Regions from separate parts of the Mus musculus genome. Here region 2 is linked to region 1. Evidence: chromatin contacts called from public promoter capture Hi-C data. All regions are on one chromosome and are shown on one strand. The core of a region is the stretch at or near the end of the contact, and the rest is flanking DNA. Distances in the headings are between cores, read along the strand shown. Region 1 holds the start of 1700041I07Rik (a long non-coding RNA gene). Region 2 holds the start of Mtif3 (mitochondrial translational initiation factor 3).

Region 1 (7,256 bases), core at 4,412-6,911:
GGCTTTAAGCACCAAAACCATGTTTTGGGTTGACATACTTCAGTTAACAAGAACAGTTAGCTAGGAGCAGAACTACAGAAGTAAAAAAGCAAGGTTAGTACATTTAGAGACTTTCCTAGAACTGTGGACGTTGAGAGATTAAGTCTTTGTTTTTATTTTGGCAGGTGGTACTATATGCTGAATTTCTAGCCTGAATGGTACTTCCACCATGGAGACAGTTATGCCAAGGTCTGGGGTCCTGTTACATTTATCAATAAGTGTTTAGTTTTATCTTGTTTTAAACAGTCCTGACTATGTGGTTCTGGCTGTAGACCGGGCTGGCCTCGAACTCACAGAGATCCTCCTGCCTTTATCTCCCAAGTGCTAGGCCTAAAGGTGTGCACCACTACACTACACCACCACACCCAGCTACCATGCTGCTTTTTAGGCTCAGCCACTTGAGCTAATTCGTGAAGGGTGATTAATATGTTGTTATTCCCCGGGTCGCATGGATAGTTCTCAGGGCAGCTGGAAGGTACGTTTAATAAACAGCTTAAGCAGCCCTGCTCCGAGACCATCCAAATGATCGTGTGATCCTTACTGGTTGTCTGGTTGTCTAGCTGGCTTTTGACACAATTTTCTGTGTGGTGACAGGCCTGCTACTTTGATTTCTTCTCTGAAGCCTTTGCCATGTTTAATTTTAATGAGTGGTAATACTAAGAGCCCAACAATAGCATGAAAAACAAAGAAGCAATTTGTTTTTAGTTTGATGAGAACTAAAAACCTCACTCAGCATGGTTGGCCTGGAACTCACTTCGTAGACTAGACTAACCCTAGGGTTTTAGGGTAGGCCAGTGCTTCCACTGGTCACTCGTGGATAATGGCAGTCTCAGAGACACCTGTCTAAAGTGACATCACTGAGGGCCAAATTATCCCTTCTGTGTTTGTATTGTCCTCAGTTACTTTGTAACATGCCCTGTGGGACAGCTGTAGACAACCTACATTTCTTCTCACCCATGTTGAAGCATGTAATTTTCCATCTGTTGGGAGATCTCTAGCTTCCTCTCATCCTTTTTTCCCATCTTTAGAGAGATGGGGAAGCAGCCTCAGCTTGTGCCTCCTGCAGGAAGAGTTGGACATATGCTTTGGAGCTAACAATACTGTTCTCTATTCTCTGAGTTCCCTTTCCATAAAGCAATGTCTCCTGCAATGGAGTCTGACCTTCTCGGACATGTGTGTGTGTATCATATATATATAATTATATATGTGATACTTGTGTACGTGAGATCGTCTTTATTGCTAATAGGTGCAACCTCCTCCTCCACTTAATTGTCCCTTCCTCCCTGCATCAAGTGTCTCCAGTGGCCCAAAGCCCCTGCAGTGCTGAGGCTCAGCTGGCCTAGAGGCAGGGACCTGACCTGAGACCTGAGCTCCCTGCTAGATACTCTCTCTCCTCCTCATACCCTACCCTACTGTAATTCAAATCAGAAAGCAAGTCTTGAAGGGCGGCCCAGAACACCAGTAAATGCTATGTTAATCAGGAGTCAGATCTAATTCGAAGCTTAGGCCACAGGTAAGTCTGACAAGCAAAGTGGGCTGACCTTTGATACATGGTTCATAAAATTCCAGATCCTGAGCTCCAGCCACCGTTGGGCTCATATCTAGATCTAGATGGCAGATGCCAGAGTCCATTTTTTTTCCTCCTGACTTCTTTGCTGGAGGTTATTGTTGTTAGTTCTTCCTGGATGCGTATGTGTGCATGTGTGAATTTGTGTGCATGAATGTGTGTGTGAGTGTGTATGTGGTGTATGTATGTGTGTGCATGTATAGCTATCAGCTCTGACTTCACAACTGTGATGAAGGTATGTGGTCAGGTCATAGAAAGCTGCCTTCATAGAAGAACCTGGTGTAGAAGTTTTGCCCAGCCAGTTGAAACACCCAAAGCCGAGTTAGTGAGATGGCTCAGCAGATAAAGGCACTCGCTGTCAAGACTTAAAAAACCTGAGTTTAACCCCAAGAATCCACGTGGTATTAAAAAAAAAAAAGAACCAGCTATTGCAAGTTTGTTGCATGTGCATGCACACACACACACACACACGCACACGCACACGCACACGCACACGCACACGCACACGCACACGCAAGCGTGTGCGCGCGAGCTACTTCCAGAGCATACAGCAGGTTAGAGCAAGCTAAGACCTGTTCAGTTCCAGAGAGGACAGAATTGCTGAGCTTTGGATTAGGAAAAATAGACATGCTTTCTAATGATCTGTGTCATGCCATCTGGCTCTGGAAGAGTGGAGAGCTATAAGAGCAGCCTGGTGACTGAGGATACTGTCGGGTAAAAGATGGATACACTCTGGATGCTGCTGCCAAAACCAGCCCAATGGGAAGACACCTGGCCCAAGGAGGCACCTACACACACTCATTCATGAGCAGCTTCTGGGTATGGGTGGCCACAGGGAGTGTCAACAAGAGCAGCAAGACCAGAGGGTCCCCGCCCCCGCCCCGTTCTGTTGCTGTGCTGAAGCCTTCCTCTGGGTCTCCAACGGGACCCTCTATGTCTGTAGAACTAGGACCTATCTGACACAACAGCCCTGTGTAGAAGGCACTTAGGAGGAAGAGGGCGGGAGGTCAGAGCCCTCCTTTTAAGGCAGAGCGTTTCAGCTGTTCTAATAGCTGAGGTTTGACCAGCAGTTTTGCAGTGGTCAGGAGCATACAGGCGAGACCTAGTTGGGTATACAGCAGGAGCAGCAGGACCTCAAGGAAGAAGATGCAAGAGCACATTTAGAGGTGGTATCTCCCAGAAGTCACTGGGAGATTCACTTCTGGCTTTGTTGCTATCCACTATGGCTGATGAGGAGCAACGAGGAGTACCAGCGTCACCAAGGATGTTGGTACTGGCCCAGGACATCCTTTCTGGAGCCAGTAAAGTCTTCAGACTCCATGGAGAGCTACCCAGAGGGTATGAGGAAGATGAGGGGCAGGTTGGAGAAGAGGGAAACAAGTTTCCAGAGGTCAGAGATAAGGGGGTCAACTGGATGTGGTTAGGCGTCCTGCAGGCGAGCAGCAACAGCTCATTGCTGTGGATGGAACAGAACAGGCAGGCAGAAGCTAGAGAGCTCTCAGCGGGACCAACCAGAGGTAAAGGCACACATCTCCCGCACCCTCTTGTTGCCTTTGACGTCTTCATCACTCCCTGTGGTGGACTCAGCCGTCAGGAACATCTGCAGAAGATGTAGTGTCACAAACAGAAAAGAATCTAGACAATGTAGTCTAGACGCCGTTGTTGTGAAAGAGCTGCTGTCCCGTGGAGAGCACATTGCAGCCAGCTGCTTCTGTATTCTGCTCCGCATGACTGGAGTGGAGGTGGGGGATAGGGTGGGGTGTGAGGTGTGGGGTGAGGCATATGTATGGTGGGGTGTTTCTGGGTTCAGGGAAGAACCAGCAGGGACGAGGAGGCAATCCCTGCTGAGTACCAGGACAAGTAGCCTTCCCCTTGCAATCTGTGACAGAAACTTGATGGTGTTATCTATCTATCTATCTATCTATCTATCTATCTATCTATCTATCCGAATGAATGAAACCATTGTTTCAGTTTTAAGTAGAGGCTGATAAGCCTCTTCTTTTAGTTAAGTTGTGGTTGTTTTATTTTGTTGATGCTGGAGACTGAACCCAAGACCTCTTGCTAAATATATGCTCTTCCCCTGAACTACATCTTACCCTTCTAACCCCCTCTTTAAATCTGTGTTTAAATACCAACATGGGAGCTGCAGAGATGGCTCAATGGTTAAGAACACTGACTGCTCTACTAGAGGTCTTGCATTCAATTCCCAGCAACCACATGGTGGCTCATAACCATCTGTAATGGGATCAGATGCTCTCTTCTGGTGTGTCTGAAGACAGTGACAGGGTGAAATAAATACATACAAGTATTTAGACCTATGGACTACACTTTATCTGGAGCAGCCTATATAAGACCTACGTTTATTGTACAGATGCTCAACTTTATTTGCTGGATTAGTAGTGAGTGAGCTTTGAAAAGCCATTGCACTGGGAGTGTAACTCAGTGGTTTAACACTTGTCTAAGCCTAAATTAGGTCCTGGGTTCCATTCCTGTGGCGAGTTGAATATGCTTGGCCTATGGTAAGTGGCACTATGAGGAGGTGTGGCCTTCTTGGAGGTGGTGTGGCCCTGTGTAGGCGGGTTTTGAGGTCTCCTAGTGCTCAAGCTCCACCCAGTGTGGAGATTTCCCTCCAGGCTGTCTTCAGATGAAGATATAGAACTCTCAGCTCCTTCTCCAGCACCATGTCTGCTTGCATGCTGCCATGCTTTTTATCATGATGACAATGGACTGAACCTCTGAAAGTATAAGCCAGGCCCAATTAAATGTTGTCCTTTATAAGAATGTTGCCTTGGTCATGGTGTCTCTTCAGAGCAATGGAAACCCTAAGACAATTTCCAACATAGACTTGAGTTAGAACTATGGCTATTTTGATTGACATCTACTATCTGAACAGCTAGACCACATTATTAATGCAACCAAAGAGGTTGACTCATTGGGAGAGGTAGGGAGAGACGTCAGATTTCAGGGACAGAGCCTGTGCTGTGTGTGTATAGACCCAGGCCCTGCACTCACTAGGGGTGCAATGATGAATGCTATACTTCTTCAATTAGAAAACAAGCCTGGCATGATGGATCTCTGGGGTTATTGGAAGGTTTACGCTTAGAGCATTCAAAGGGTTCCCAGCATCCATCTGGTCTCACAACCTTCTACAACTCCAGTTCCAGGAGGATCTGATGCCTTCTTCTGGCCTCCGCGGACACTGTACGCATGTGAGCAAGCAAAACACCCATACACATAAAGTAAAAATAATAAAGCTTAAAAATGAAACCTTATCCAGCAGACTACCTAGCCTATGACAGGAATTCTGAGGCGGCACACTGACAGCTGGAGGGTTTTATTTGCTCAACATTTTAATTAATTACTCATTGGCTTTTGCTAATTTCTTTTTGACAATTTCATACATGTGCTGTTTATTCTCTTTTATTTATTTTTGAGGCCAGGTCTCCCTGCATAGATCTGGCTGATCTGTAGATTTGCTATTTAGTCCAGGCTGCCCTTGAACTCACAGAGACTCACCTTTCTCTGTTTCCTATGCTGGGATTGTAGGTGCATGTCACAATTCCCTGTGACTGGCTTTTCATTCATTTATTTTTTTGGGGACAAGGACTCAAGTGATCCAGGCTGGTCTTGAACTCATTAAATAGCTGAGGATGACCTTACCATAGTAGGATTAGCACTTCAGCTGAGGATATGAAACCTCAGAACACCTACACAAACACTTCGCCAACTAAGCCATATGTCCAGCTCCCATCCTTACCTTTAAAATATAGATGTTGTACGACCATGCTCTATGCTTGTGGAGTCTAGAGTGGCGAGCAACGCGACAAACATTGCATAGATCTGAACTGGTGTAAACCAGAGTCCAAGCCCCTGCCGTGGTATCTACAGAAAAGCGGGAGGCCTAGCCACTACGAAGGTAGATACCTGGAGAATAAGCAGCTGCCAGAATACTTAGCTGTATTCAGTGGGTGTTCCCCTCCCCCAACGCTTACAATGGAATTGCTATGGAAACAGTATTCATGTACCAGAAATCTGTTTCTCGACTAAATTTTGTTCAAATTCTCGGTCTTTTGAATGCTTTGGACTATGAAGTGAGGCTTATCAGATTTTAGAGCTTTCGTCGGAATTTAGGCCCCAAGTTCCACAGACCCGGTGTGGTGGGGAGTTGGGTGGAAGGCAGAAAAGGTCCTACCCTCAGATCACCAATCAAAACAAATCACAGGCTTTTTAAAGTAGTAATTTATGAAGTTTTATGAATTTTCTGCCGGTAGAAAATAGGAAGCGTTCATCCACTAGCTAACACGGTCTATGTGCTCCTCACACATTGGCTTCGGCTTCTTACTTGGGACATACCACCCTGTTACAAATTCCAAGTTGGTATCCCACTGTTTTTCAGGATTGGCTCCCCTTCCTCTTCTCCCCCACTACTGCTAATTCATAGAGTTAAATCTTGTCTTTTTATCTAATTAGCCTTTTCTTAGGGAATTAGGCCCAGATGATTCACCCCAGAAAAACATCCAAGTGCTTGGGACTCTGGCGGGGTTGCCTTCCAACCCATCCAGTTTCCCAGATATGGTCTCCGTCTTCTGTTTCAACTGACTGTCAGTCGCTCTAAAGGCTGCTTGATGTCACAGACGCCGCAGAGCAAAGGCTCGATCCCCTAAAGACCCGCTCTTGCAAGCTAAGGTAGGTGCTTCACGTCGGCGCTAGGACCCATCTGCAGGAGGAACGCGGCACGGGTCTCGCCCCGCCCCAACGCGCACTGGGTGGAGCCGTCCTCCCCAAGCTCGCCCCCCCCCCGTGGGAGGGCGGGGCACCATGGGCGTGGCACAGCTGCGGTGGGCGTGGCGGCGCCGGAGGCGGGCGGGGCGGAAGGACGCTGCCCGGTCGTCGGGGCGGTAGGGCCTGCGCGGAGCTCTCTCCCCAGCGCGCTGGGCGGGGTGTGCTGTGAGCGGCTTCCCGGGCAGGCGCGGGCCCTGAGGCGGCGGCTGCGCCGTGCGCCGGGGCGGAGCCGGGGGCGGGCGGGCGGCCGGCGGGCGGGGGCTGGGCCGGAGGAAGCCTGAGCGCCCGCGGCGACGACGGCAGCGGCGGCCCAGCAGGCTAGAAGCGTGGGTCGGCGGCGGCTCCGGGTGCGGCCGCGGGCTGCGGAGCGAGCGGGCGGCCCGGCTCCCCGCGTCCCCCGCCCGCCGCGACTGTCTGGAAGATGGCGCCGGGCGGATGGAAATCCTAATGACAGTCTCCAAATTCGCCTCCATCTGTACCATGGTAGGTGCGGCGGCAGCGCGGCCCGGGGGGCCGGTCCCCGCCTTCGAGGCGCCGCCCGCGGGCCTGGTCGTGTGCGGGCGGACCGGGCGCGGGGCCGAGTGGCCGCGGGGAAGGCGTGCTGGACACGGCAGGCGGGGCCGGGACACTGGGGATAGGACCGACCGGGGCTCGGGGTTGGGTCCTGACCACGGGGTCGCAGTTGAGGACGGGGAGCTCTGGGTCTGGGCACCGGGGACTCGGGGACTGTGGCTGGGGACTAGGGCCTGGGGGCTCAGGGACGGGGTTGGGGGTAAGGGCTGCAGACTGGGGTTGGGGACTTGGGGACTCGAGGTGTGGACTGAGGTTGGAGGCTGGAGCCGGGACTTTAAACTGGGGACTGGTACCG
Region 2 (6,899 bases), core at 1,205-3,704, 170 kb before region 1:
TCTGATTAAATTTCTTGAACCACAACCTTATCAAAGGCTAAATCCTTTGTTCATCTGTTAAGTGCATCGTTGGTGTCTATTAGGTGTAACACATTCCTTTCATCCAGCTTACTGCACGTTTTCAGGGGCAGCGTCTCTTCCTCAGTCACTGCTTTGGCGGAAGGACATTAACCAAGTAGAGGGTTGTAACACCAGACTGGGTCAGGTTTCCTTTTTCTCTTTCTCCCCCCCCCCCCTCTTATTTTTCAGTACTGAGGGTAGAAGCTGGGCCTTGCTCATGCTAAGTAAGTATTCTTGCTCTGGGGTTGGGGATTTAACTCAGTGCTAGCAGGTACTAGGCCCTACACTTACATAAGAAATACATAAAACAAACAGTCTGGGTGGTGGGTTGAATATGCTTGGCCCAGGGAGTGGCACTATTTGGAAGTGTGGCCTTGTTGGATGAAGTATGTCAATGTAGGTGTGGACTTTAAGACCCTGGTCCTAGTGGCCAGGAAGCTTGTCGTCTCCTGTTTGCCTTCAGATCAAGATGTAGAACCCTCAGCTCCTTCTCCAGGGCCATGCTTGCCTGCAGGCTGCCGTGCTTCCTGCCATGATGATAACGGACTGAACCTCTGAACCTGTAAGGCAGCCCCAATGAAACCTTGTAGCTTATAAGAGTTCTTGGTCATTGTCACTGAATTATTTCCCCAGTCCCCTTCATTCTCTTTAAAAATCTTCTTAAAATCATTTTTATTTATGTTTATGTATGTATACGTGTGCCCATATCTCTGTGTGTACACCATGTGCGTGCAAGCACCTTTTAGGTAGTAAGAGGCCACTGGGGTTCTTGGAACTGGAGTTACAGGCAGTTCTGCATGCTGGGAACAGGATCCAGCCTCTCTGAAAGAGCAACACCCTCTTAACCACTGAACTATCATCCCTCCACTGAGCTATCATCCCTCCACTGAGCTATCATCCCTCCACTGAGCTATCCCTCCAGACTTCTTTTTACATTCTTGATTCTGATCAGGGTGTAATGATGGGACGAGTCATGTATCTTCTCCATGTTCAGTCTCCTCATCTATAAAATGGGCAATGATGGGGCTGGAGAGATGATGGCTCAGCGGTTAAGAGCACTGTTCTTCCGAAGGTCCTGAGTTCAAATCCCAGCAACCACATGATGGTTCACAACCATCCGTAATGAGATCTGATGCCCTCTTTTGGGGTGTCTGAAGTGTACTTATATATAATGAATAAATAAATCTTTTTAAAAATGGGTAGTGATGGCAGTGTATCATGAGGGTGTCTTGAGGATTAAACTAACTCAATACAGGCTAAGTGTTTAGAACTGTGGTGCTTATGGAAACTTTATCACAAATGTGAGCACTTACAACTGTTATGGACCTGTCTATCCAAGAGGTGGTCTCCACACTTTATTTGCACAACTATGCTTCTATCGTCCCATGGAGGACTAATGCTGGCAGAATAAAAAGTATCTGTAATTCTTCATTTCACTTAGGAATGGCTGACATGCAGAGCCCAGCCCTGGCCTTTGGATCATAAAGAATTGCTTCAGCTTTTGCCTGTCACAGATACAAGGCTCATGGGCCAGAGGCTGTGATCTGATGAAGAAAGGGAGACTTGGATGCGGCTCTAAAGCTATTTAAGGATGACCCAGGTTCCTCACCTGCAATAAAAGGATGGTATTTTGATGTACCAGTAATAGTTGCAATCAGATATTACCCTGATTGAGTTATTTGGTGAGGATTAAACAAGACAAGATGTATAAATTATATGTTATAGACACGTAGTCTGTAAATGAGGGACATTCAGCGGCTTCTCTAAGGAGTTCCCTGTTGAAGAATGGGGAAAAGCAGGGACTTAACGCCAAAGTAGGGGACAGTCAACAGCTTGGTAACAAGGGTGCAGGGCCCCAATAGCCTGAAAGTGCAACACCCAGGGGCTCGAAGTTTCTGACCATCCTCTTGCCTGACTCTGGCCAATGCGGTCAATCATCCCACATGTGGGTGGTCTGTTATGATTTCTCCCAGTTCTGACAGTAATCGAACCTGAATCCATCTCTTTTTCTCAGAAGAGAGCAATCTTGAGAGCGAGGGTTGCACCCTGCTACCCAGCTAGAGCTTCCACTAAACCAGATCCGCAGGTGGCAATAGTTTAACACCGCCCTGCAGTTGTCTAGCACTGTAGAAGGCATTATTCAACATTATTAATGTAACTGGCGGAAGCGATGCAGTGACTGTTCCAGGGACTCTATATTTTAGCGTTCACTTGGCCTTTGGAGCAGCAGGTTAGTAGCAAATCTCTCAGTTTCACTCAGGCCTGCTGCACGATTCTTTTTTTTTTTTTTTTTTTTTTTTTTTTTTTTGTCGGAGGGCTTTATTCCATTAGTGGAATCCGCAGGCCGCAGCTGCACCCTCCCTTTAAGGGACTCAGGAAGTTCCGCCTGCTACGGAAGCCGACGCGGTGCTCCGGCGGAGTCCAGGTACGGACCTGCTAGTTCTTCCTGCTCGCCTACCCCGGCCCAGGTAACGCTGAGGTGAGGGCTTGGCGACGGGGCTGAGGTGGGAATGCATGTCCTGGGAACATTCTGTGCAGAGAGCCCTCCGTGGACGTGGGGTGGCGGCAGCACCAGCCTTCGGAGTCGAGACCAGTTGCCGAGCTGCCAATAATCACTTGCTCGCCAGCCTAGCCAGTTTCGCTGTTTGTGTGCGCGCGCACGCTCCTTCCACGGATTTGGGGGGCAAGGTGGGGGCGTAGGACAACTGGCATCCTGGTGGCATGGCGTCCTGGTGGGCGTGTCTGCTGCGGACCCCTTGTGAGCGTTTTGGGATTTTTTTTTCCTTTAATTTTTGATGTTTTTGCAACAGGGTCTCACTATTTATCTCTGGCTGTCCTGAAACGCACTCGGTAGACCAGTCTGACCTCAAACCTATAGAAATCCTCCTGCCTCTACCTCCGAAGTGCTGGGATTAAAGGCGTGCACCGCTCGCCGTGTCAGGACTTTTGAAATTCCTTCCGGAATTGAAGGTGAGAGAATTCAGTCATAGGATGAAGCCAACGTCATTTTCGCAAAATATGGATTCTACTAGAACCCATCCTTTCCTTCGGGAGTGAATATAAGCCCTCAATATGTCAATGTGAGCTTGTGATTATGAAGTGTAACGATTCAGAAAAAAAGTAAAGAAATAAGTGGTAGAAATAAGCTCCCGTCAGGCCATATCCCGTCAGGAATAAAGCCTTATCCCTCGGAGGCAGAGGCAGAGGCAGGCTGATCTGTGAATTGGAGGCCAGCCTGGTCTCCATAGTGAGATCCTGTCTCAGAGAGAAGGAAAGAAAAAAGAAATCAGTATCATTAGGTTGAAGAGCTGCTCAGTAGGCAAGGCAGAGTTCAGTGTCTGGAACCTAAAGGTGGAAGGAGAAAACTCAGTCCACAAGGTTGTCCTTTGACCTCCACACTGGCACCATGGCATGGGTGCCCAGACACATCAGACAGACAGGCAGACAGACACACAAGCACCCTTACCCACTGAGCCATCTGGCTGGCCCTGAATCTTTGCTTAGTATTAGATAGTGTAGGCTGTGAGCATAGTCAACACGTTTCCGAGTTAACTGATACAGTTTCATAATTTTTAGTGTTGTGAAGGCTGCACTGATGAATAGTGTTAGTGTGTTTAGGCTCACTTTAGAAATTATTGGAACTCCCGTACTAATCACAAGCCATAATTTATTATTTATTATTACTGTTGTTGTTGATATTGTATTAGGAAACTCAAGTTTGGAACTCAAGTAGCAATTTTAAAAATAAAACATTGTAATACATTACAGCTTAGAGATACTCTAATTGGGTTCATACTGAAGAATGTTAGCAGAAAAGTATTGAAAGGTTTTTTTGTTTGTTTGTTTTTTGTTTTTGTTTTTTTTCGAGTCAGGGTTTCTCTGTGTAGCCCTCCTGTCCTGGAACTCTGTAGACCAAACTGCCCTTGAACTCAGAAATCCACCTGCCTCTGCCTCCCGAGTGCTGGGATTAAAGGTGTGCGCCACCACTGCCTGCCTGTATTAAAAGTTTTAAGAGCAGAAGACGGTGGGAACCATAAAACGTTGCAGTTGATATTCTGCTGGGGCCTTGAATTATCAAAACATGTGTGAGCTGTACTTGGCACTCATTGCCGTTTGAGACAGTGAGAACCTTGGAGATTTTGGTTTGACCAAAACTAGAGAAATAAGTAGATTAGTGTTACAGAAGTCTTCAGAATTTTACATTTGTAAAACCCTTACTTGTGGTTCTTTTACACACAGGCTGTGAAGCTAATGGTATGTATGTGTGTAGGTACATAGTAATATGTGTGCCCAGTTTGCTTTCTATTGCTTCGAGAACTACCATAGCAAAAAAGCAGACTACTTGGAGAGGAAAGGGTTGATTGGGCTAGCTGGTCCAAATCATAGTTCACCACTGAGGGAAGTCAGGGCAGGAACCTGGAGGCAGAAACCAAAACAAGACCACAGAGGAACACTGCTCACTGGCTGGCTCCCCGTGGCCTCTCAGCCTGCTTTTTCACACCACCCAGGAAGGGTAGTGCCCACAGCGGGTTGGATCTCCTACTACAGTAGTCATTACTCAGGAGAACGCTCCACTGACTTGCCAGGTGACTCTAGCTTGTGTGAGGTTGACAAAGCACCAGCCAGGATAATGCACAGAGCCAGTGTGGCCGTTCAGTTCAGTAGGATGACACATGGACACTGCAGGCTGGATTCATCGCAGGGACATGACCACTGAGCTACTACTTCTTCCGGGCATCAATTCCTGTTTCTTTGTTTTCTTTACACATTAATTACAAAAATCACTTGAACAAAGCAAAGAATGGGAAGATGAGCTAACTGACACCCATGTTCAGATTCGGCAAATGTCGCCATAATCGCACTTTGTAACTCCCATTTCCAGCCGAGCCATTTCAGAAGGACACGTGTCATGATCCTAAATACGTCAGGGCTTGTCTCCCGAGAGTTTTATTCTCACACTGAGCAAGCTGTTGGTACTTTTTGCAAGTTCCCAATAACTAATCTGCGTTCCTGTTTCCCAGGGTATCTCTCGGAGGATTTTTTTCAAACATTACACTTTGTAATTTCCCTAGCTTTTTATTCAAAGCCAGCCCATCTCCCCTTTTCATCCTCACCAAGCTAGTGTGTTGTCTCAGAGTCTGGGTTTGTGAGATCCCTTCCCTGTGGCATCCTCCAGGTCATTGCTCTCTGGGTCCAGCCTTATTCTGGAAGCTGGGTGGAGAAGCGAGCCAGTTTGGATTACCTCAGGGCGAGGCTGTGTTGTGGAAAGCTCTGCGTATTTGCAGCAGCTTCGGATCAGGAGGCATGCCCGGGGTGTCATGCTTTTCCTCTGGTGGCAGTGCCACTCTGACCGTTGGCCATGACGGTGACAGCCAGCGTCCTCCTCAGCAAAGTGTTCATACGTATTTAATCTGGGCACAGTGTGTGGGTGACCTTGTGGCATCAGCCTTGTACCTAAAGGTGTTTGACTATTGACTAAATGAGCCATTTTCCTTTGTTCCAAAATGGTGGTGGTGGTTATTATTGCTATTATTATTACCATAATCATCATCTCCATGCTAGGAAGGAGAGCTCTTCCTCATCCACAGAGATGGGCACAGTTTTCCCTTAAAAGACAGAGTAAACGCTCAGCTCTTTCTGTTTAATTACCAATTTACCAGTTTTCCATGGAGCTGGGGTGTGGCGGTGACACACAGTGGCAGTTATCATCCTAATAGATGTTTGCATATATATTCAGCGTGTGGAAGGGAATTACAGCCATTTTCCTTAATGTTTAAATTATACAACTGGCTGGACTAAGCCCCTTCATGCTGCCAAACTGTAAATGAAGTATGACCAGCAAGCAAAACAAAATACTCTCGGGGAGACCTGGAGACCAGGTATCTGATAGAGGAGGCACTGTCAGTCAGGGCTGGCCTAGAATCATGAGACAGAAGATTGGGCACCCTGGTGGTTGCTGGTGGCTTGCTGTCCACTTTGGACCTGTGACTAGAAGATGAAACCAGTCTCAACACATGCTGTTTGTCTCACTCTCTTCTATAGAAAGATTTTCCAAGATTGTTGCTCTGAGGATTAAACCAAGGGCCTTGTACATTAGGCAGATTCTCTACCACTGACCCAAATCCTGAGGCCCCAAATAAGGAATTCTGAATAGTAAATAATAATTATGAATTTGTGGGTTTTTTTTTTTTCATCTGAGATAGGCCTCACTCTGTAGACCAGGCTGGCCGGGAAATCACAGAGTTCCCTCCACACCCCTGCCTTTTCAGAGTGCTGGGATTAAAGGTGTGGACAAGAAGCACAGGGAGAAATGAGAGAAACACTTTTTATTGTTTTGTTGTGGTAAGGAAGCATTTTGTTAAAAGTCCAAGAATCACTCAGTTGTTTTATTTCTTATATTTTACAAGTGCTTACCCCATGCGTGTATTATCTGTGCACCACATGCGTGCAGTCCCCTCAGAGGCTAGGATCTAATGCATGTCAGATCCCTTGGAACTATGTGGATACCATGTGGGTGCTGGGAATCTAGTCCTTTGGAAGAGCAGAGGACTCTTAACCTCTGGGCCATCTCTGCAGCCCCTGACATGGCATTTCTACTGCATCCTCACAAACCCCCAGATGAACTTAGCTTTTGGAGCTGGCACTATAGGATCTAGGAGAAAATAGATGTCATGAATGTGGAAGAAAAAGAGATTGAAGTAGCCACGCCAGCCAACTGCTCAGTCTGATCTCCAGCTGCTAGGGACGGTGCCAACCAAGGATCCATGTCTCTGTGTCACCTTCCTACGCGTGGATCTGGTGGCCTGGGTGCTGTAAGGCTCCTCAGACTCACCTGTGGC

What was found. Capture Hi-C pulls out chosen DNA fragments and counts their contacts.
Region 2: a contact with region 1 is called in a promoter capture Hi-C map of liver. The contact joins the promoter of Mtif3 here to the promoter of 1700041I07Rik in region 1. A contact is called at or near these places in 7 of 39 promoter capture datasets (embryonic stem cells, hematopoietic stem and progenitor cells, hippocampal neurons and 4 more), 10 of 484 Hi-C or Micro-C datasets (CD4 T cells, CD8 T cells, embryonic stem cells and 6 more), 3 of 115 datasets of contacts at active chromatin or transcription factors (embryonic stem cells, memory CD8 T cells and thymic regulatory T cells) and 2 of 9 other capture datasets (adipose tissue and liver).

What each region holds. Positions count from the first base shown.
Region 1 is chr5:146,794,230-146,801,485 of GRCm38.p6, reverse strand. 1700041I07Rik (a long non-coding RNA gene) reads right to left here and starts at 5,661. Exons shown (of 2, transcript XR_377208.4): 1 at 5,364-5,661. Usp12 (ubiquitin specific peptidase 12) reads left to right here and starts at 6,530. Exons shown (of 9, transcript NM_011669.3): 1 at 6,530-6,871. The coding sequence starts at 6,824.
Region 2 is chr5:146,959,352-146,966,250 of GRCm38.p6, reverse strand. It overlaps Mtif3 (mitochondrial translational initiation factor 3), which reads left to right and starts at 2,454. Exons shown (of 4, transcript NM_001256102.1): 1 at 2,454-2,528.